2 separate regions of the Zea mays genome follow, and region 2 is linked to region 1. Evidence: chromatin contacts called from public Hi-C data. All regions are on one chromosome and are shown on one strand. The core of a region is the stretch at or near the end of the contact, and the rest is flanking DNA. Distances in the headings are between cores, read along the strand shown. Region 1 holds the start of LOC100273412 (Alkaline phytoceramidase (aPHC)). Region 2 holds the start of LOC100273556 (Transducin/WD40 repeat-like superfamily protein).

Region 1 (3,102 bases), core at 311-2,810:
CAGTCAGACTGCCAAAGTGAGCTGAGGGTTCAGGGTCATCTTTGGAAACCAGCAAACAGGCTGAAAACAGCCATATCAATAATACTGAACTGGAGAATTTTGCAAACATGGCACAGCCATAGCCCTCAGTCATTTTTTAGAATAAAAAGAACAAGTGTGTAGTATACAGTTTACTAATTTCAAAGAAAACCTCACAGGGCTAATCAAGTAGATCATCTTCCATTAACACAAGCATCAGGTAAATTTCTTCAATTAAACAGCATGAAACAGGCTGAAACAGCCATAGCCCTCAGTATTTTCTTAACATAAAAAGAACAAGTGTAGTATACAGTTCACTGTTTTCAAATAAAACATCACAGGGCTAAGCAAACTGTTAATCTCAACGCACAAGCCCCTGGTCAAATTATTCAATGAAACAGCAACAAACAGGCTCAAATAGCCATAGCCCTCACAAATTTCATCGCATCAAAACAACAAGTGTAGTATTCAGTTGACTATTTTCAAAGATTTCATCACAGGGCTAAGCATTTCCTCACTTCAAATTTCCTCACTTCACATTTCCTCACTTCACATTTCCTCACTTCACATTTCAATCACAGGGCATAAGTTTAAGAATACAAACCTCAGAATATTTGGCCACTGTCTCCTTAGCACAATCGACGGCTGCAGTCGCCTGTTTGTAAGATCGCAAAGCACTATTTTCCGCAGCTACAGCGGATTCAAGAACATCCAGAGTAGAAACCACATCGTTACCTAACGAAAATGTGGCGCAATAATCACCAGCAACAATACTCGCGGCAGCAGAAGCTTTCAGTGTGTCACGGGCTGCAACAGCCGCCAAGGACAACTTCTGGGCACAATGCTCGGCGGCAGAATCCATGCCGGCTTTCTAATCTGCAAACCCTAGGGTTACAGAACAAGGAAAGCTCACCAGCGTCGGAGGTCGGCAATGGAGCACGGGCGCAGGAACCGGCGAGGCAGGTAAGGGCGAGATCCGGACGAGGACATGGCTCGAATGCACCCAGTGCGCGGAGACGAACAGAGCAGCTCGAGGAAGACGACGGCCAGGGCGAGAATAAGGAGGAGAGGAGACAGGGAGAATGGAATACGAGAGACTCACGGGCGACGGTAGAAGAACGGACGGCGACAAGTTTCTAACGGCGCGAGGGTAGCACGGGCACTGCACAAGGGCTAAACACCATTAAGCGCGCGCGATGCCAAATTTACAATTGGAGGGAGATTTCAGTGCCACCCGTTCAATTGCCACGACGGCGGTGCCAAAAGTTTGAAGCCCGCCGTAGACAGTGTCATGTTTGCAAAATTCTCTTTCTAATGGCATGGGAAGCTGGAAGCTCTCGCCTCTCGGCAGGACCTGTGGCTGTGATGGGCCTTAAACTTTGTGCAGCCCACGTCACTTTGACATAGCTATCGTTGGATCAACAGCGGATGGGGTAGATTAGCTGACTGCTCTGTTGCGTCATCGAGGTGGAAGTTAGAGATCTGATTCCGCCCCACAGCATACCTCTCACGGTCTCCGTTCCCCTGCCGACGAGTGGGCGGCCGCTGCCGCCGGCTTACGGAAGGTGTGATCTCCATCTTCGGGACGTTCGCCACCGGAGCACCCACTCCTTTTCTTCCGTTCACGCTGTGCGAAACGGATCATCCAAAAACCAGCTATTTGTATCTGGATCTGATCCAATTTCAATTTGTGGTATACATGTATTGTGTCTACAAACTATTTTTCGTTTGTTTTTTTGCAAAAATATTTTTCGTTTGTCTACAAACAATTTCAATTGTAGTACACCCATGTCCTTTACCCGTGCACACCCTTGCGCTGCCTGCTGCGGTTATCCCATATTTGTTGTGGAGCGTGTGCCGGGGGAATTTGGTTTGGATGTGGTTGGGATCGAGGTATACTCTAGATTAGGGTTCGAAGTTCTCATATGACCTGTGTGATGTGGTAGATTCGATGTTAGAGTGTCGATGAAAGTTGTCTCTGAGTTTAGTTTTGCACATGAGTATTGAATATTTGCAGGTGTTTCTCTGAGTTTACTTCTACACATGTCAATTATTGAGTATTGGTAGGTATGATTGTCTATCTCTTGCTAAGGAAATTGTTTAGGTGTTCTATGATAGTGTTTGACTTTAGATTGCCTATTTTGAAGGGACACTTTCAGCGACAGTATTTAATTTGGTGTGTTGCCAGAAGACCTGGCTCTGAATTATCTTTCTATTTCTTTGATTATCACAGGGAACTCTACTAATAGTATGCTGGATTAGCACGATTAAACTGAAGTATGACAAATTTGCATATCATCCTTGCAGGTTATTTCTTTGGCGCACTCATGATTTAGCACCAGCCAAATTGACCTTTAACTCTGGTGACATAAGCTGTTGCTAGGGTAGCAAATCAAGAGCTAAGAATGGCAGATTCAATGGTAGCAAGCTTCTGGGGGCCTGTGACATCAACGACTGAGTTGTGCGAGGAGAATTATGCACACTCGTCATATATCGCAGAATTCTACAATACCATCTCTAATGTCCCATGCGTTCTTTTGGCACTTATTGGATTAGTGAATGCTTTCTGCCAAGGTTTTGAGAAACGATTTAGTGTCCTGCACATATCCAATATGATACTTGCTATTGGGAGTATGATTTTCCATGCCACCTTGCAACTTCTGTAAGTTTTCTCTTAAATTGACAGTTTTTTATGTTTATGTGAAATGACACTTTTAACTTTGTGGTTACTGGTACCTACATGAGAAACTGTTATAAGGGCTTTATTCTTTTATCCAAAGCACTTGATCGAGTTCTGCTCGTTATGTAATGGCCTTGTGCATTGTATTCGGGTGTTGTTTGTCTGCTATGCTATACCTTCTTTTGGTGCTATGAATTACGTATGTTTTTTTAACCTACACCCTTCTGTCACAAGAACATGTCATTTAAGACAAGATTTGGTCAAACCTTAATATAAACACAAACATAAATAGCTTTCAAATTATTGAGTTCGGAAACATACAATTCGTATAAAAAACCTAGAAGTAATTAGGCCAAAGGTACACACATCAAAGACCATTACTCAAATGTGACTAAGTATTTTTT
Region 2 (3,102 bases), core at 194-2,693, 190 kb before region 1:
TTAAATTATAATAAGTGCTAGTTTAGAAACTCTATTTTTTATAAGATTTATATTTTCTCATGAAAAATAAACTAATTTCATGTGACTTCATTTTCGAGAGAATTAAAAACATTTAAGAAAATAGAGTTATCCTAATAATATATTTGCCCGCGGTGTCTCAGCTCAAGAACCTGATGGCTATTGGGCCCACTTGCCAGTGAGGCATGGCCCACGAAATCCATAATCCAGCATGGAAAGAACTAGCGCGGCAGCTGGTTCTGCCGCTTCTCCTTTTTCGCGGTTCGCGATTACGAAAAAGCTCTTCCCGCCGGCGCGTCCCTCGGCCCTCGGGCGGGGCAGAACTGCAGAATCCTCCGGAAAACCCTTCGCGCCCAATGCATGCCCGCTATTTCCTTCCCCTCTCTCCGTCCGCGTCTCTGCGCCTATGCCCATCTTTTTTGTCTCCGACTCTCATGGCGACGCGGCGGCGCCTCTCTCCGACTTTCTTCGGCGGGCTCCGAGCCCGGGAGCACGGTGGCGCTAGTGGCTCCTCCCGCGCCACAGCGGGGCTCCCTTACCTCGCCGACCTCTCCTCTAACCCCGGCGGCCGCGGCGGCGGGGTCATAGCTGTTGAGCACTCCGGTGACCCCGTGATCCCCTTCGCCATCTCCTTCGGCAAGGTTCGGAGTCTGGTACTGTTGGGGACTTGTTCTCAAATGCTATGAATTAAGAACAAGACAACATAAAATGTTAAATATTAATGCCCTTCGTTCGCTGAAGAATTATTTTCCCAAGGATTTAATGAACTTCGGACGAATGCCATAAGCAAAATATCACGAAGGGCTCACCTTCGTGATCAAACTTATAAAACAATGAAAAATGAAATATAAAGTGTAAAACATTAGGAAAGAATGTACCAAAAACAAATAATACTATTCACATATTTTATTATATGAACATAAACATTAAAACATAGTATTTGATCATTTTTATACCTTCGTCTTAGCGGAAAGCAGTAATTTCATCGTAATGTGCCAGTAATTACAAGATTGCGTGAACAGTGCCGAAGTACTATTCACCTATTTATAGGCATATGGTGCAATCTGCGTAAAATTACATTTAAGTCCTTTATAATTGATTACAATAATGACACAAAATATCATGGGTCTTTAAGTCAATCCATCTTTAAGTCGGTTCGGCCCTTCGTCTTGAGATATATCGTTATGCTGAAGCTTTCTAGGTAATAGCTTCGATGCTTGTTCCTGAGAGAGTCTGACGAAAATGTTCTCTTTCTTTATGATCTTCGGCTACGAAGCATACCAACACGAACCTCTGTTTTTTTAACAAGTGATCTTTCATTCGTCTCGCGTGCTTTTGCATAGTCAGATCTTCTTTGTAGTTGCGATTTGCGTGTACCAATCTTATGGACTGTTTCTTCCTCACAGACTGCACAGACCTGTAACCTCCTGGCGGTCGCCGACGAAGACGGGTATGTTGGCCTCTACGACACCCGCCGGCGCCTTCCTTCCACCTCCTCGTCACTAGAGAAGTCAGGTCGGTTGGAAACCCATCCTTCTTCCCCGATTTGATCCAAGATTTTGGTGTGCTCTGGCTTGCATTGGGTACCTCGTGCAGTCTGTTTCCTTCCAACCTGGCGTCGTCCTTTTGCAGCTGAAACAAGGGTGCCCGACTGGGTTGCTCACAACAATGCAATATTTGACGTGTGCTGGATCAAGGTAAAGTCACTTGCACTGGTTGTAACAGTCTAACGAAAGAGCCGATCCACAGGTTTAAAATCTCAGCGATACTTGTACACCTTTCTGACGGAGTTTCAATCGTATGTGTTACTGATGTAGGAGGGATCCCAGATACTGACTGCATCGGGCGATCAAACTGTAAGTCGCAACAGGATCACACCAGTTTTTTGAACTATGAAAATCCTAGTTTTCTGCAAATTCTCATTATTATCGTTCTGCATCAGGTCAAAATTTGGAGTGTAGGAAACAGGAAATGCATTGGTGTCTTGTCTGGGCATACTGGGAGCGTGAAGTCGCTGTCTTGCCATTCTTCAAATCCTGGTTAGTAATGTATATCCTGAAATGAATGGCTGAAGCCTTTCAGTTTAATTTTATGTACGTTTAATCATCAAATGTTGGCCACATACTCCTGACTAAGTAGCCTTTTTCTTTTCTTTGCAGAGCTCATTGTTTCCGGTTCAAGGGATGGTTCATTTGCTCTCTGGGATTTAAGATGTGACCCTAAATCTCCAAACAGCCACGGTGAAACGTGCCTCACGTATGTTGTACTATTGCTAATAAATTTTCTTCCAACTACTATTTTTAAGTGATCATAAATGTTTGTAGCGACAATACAAATTCAATGAACAAAGTTGTGCTACATGTTAGATCTTCTGCTGTTGTCAGAGAAGCCCACAGTCCCATACAGAGAAACCGAACCCGGTCTCGAGCAAAGGTATTACTTCAGCATGATATGGCTTTTGCTTGTGATGATCTTATGTCCTCTTATACTTATGTTGGTTTGCTGAAATTGGTGACGTTTAGGCGGCTTCAACTAGCATCACATCAGTTCTTTATCTGAAAGATGGTGTCTCCATTGCTACTTCTGGAGCAGCAGACAAGTAAGCTGCTCTTTCATTTTTTATTCTGCATAGTATTATTAGTCGCGATATTATTGGGAATACAATGCACTTACTTGATGGTGAATTAGCCTCATCATCTAGTCTTTCCGTTTCTTGAAAAAAAATCTATTTTGTAGAATAATTAATATTCATATATATTCAAATACTAACATTTTACCTCTTTAAATGTATGCCAGTGTTGTGAAGATATGGGATACACGGAACCTGGAAGTGCCGGTCTCCAACAAAAACTCTCAAGCAGGGGCCCTGCCTTTGGTAAACATCTCTATCCAATGAAAAATGTTAAAACTAGTAGTACAAAAAAGCAATCGAGTCGTGTATTTCAGAATACATACATGCATGTCAATCTGAATCAATAATTACAGAATGCTGTGTTTTCCTAGCTCAATCTAAACAATCTCTGAACAAACTGACTGGTCCTTTGTTTCTGAAGGAGGGGGTGAAACATGGCATCTCTTGTCTGT

What was found. A called contact is a pair of places that touch in the nucleus more often than the background predicts.
Region 2: a Hi-C map of ear shows a contact between it and region 1, with 5 times the contacts expected there. The contact joins the promoter of LOC100273556 here to the promoter of LOC100273412 in region 1. A contact is called at or near these places in 9 of 25 Hi-C or Micro-C datasets (bundle sheath, ear, endosperm and 3 more).

What each region holds. Positions count from the first base shown.
Region 1 is chr1:270,363,542-270,366,643 of Zm-B73-REFERENCE-NAM-5.0, reverse strand. It overlaps LOC100273412 (Alkaline phytoceramidase (aPHC)), which reads left to right and starts at 1,560. Exons shown (of 2, transcript NM_001147849.1): 1 at 1,560-2,680. The coding sequence starts at 2,424.
Region 2 is chr1:270,558,242-270,561,343 of Zm-B73-REFERENCE-NAM-5.0, reverse strand. LOC100273556 (Transducin/WD40 repeat-like superfamily protein) reads left to right here and starts at 1,443. Exons shown (of 14, transcript NM_001147974.1): 1 at 1,443-1,533; 2 at 1,651-1,715; 3 at 1,836-1,874; 4 at 1,961-2,057; 5 at 2,178-2,274; 6 at 2,343-2,451; 7 at 2,541-2,617; 8 at 2,815-2,893; 9 at 3,072-3,102. The coding sequence starts at 2,359.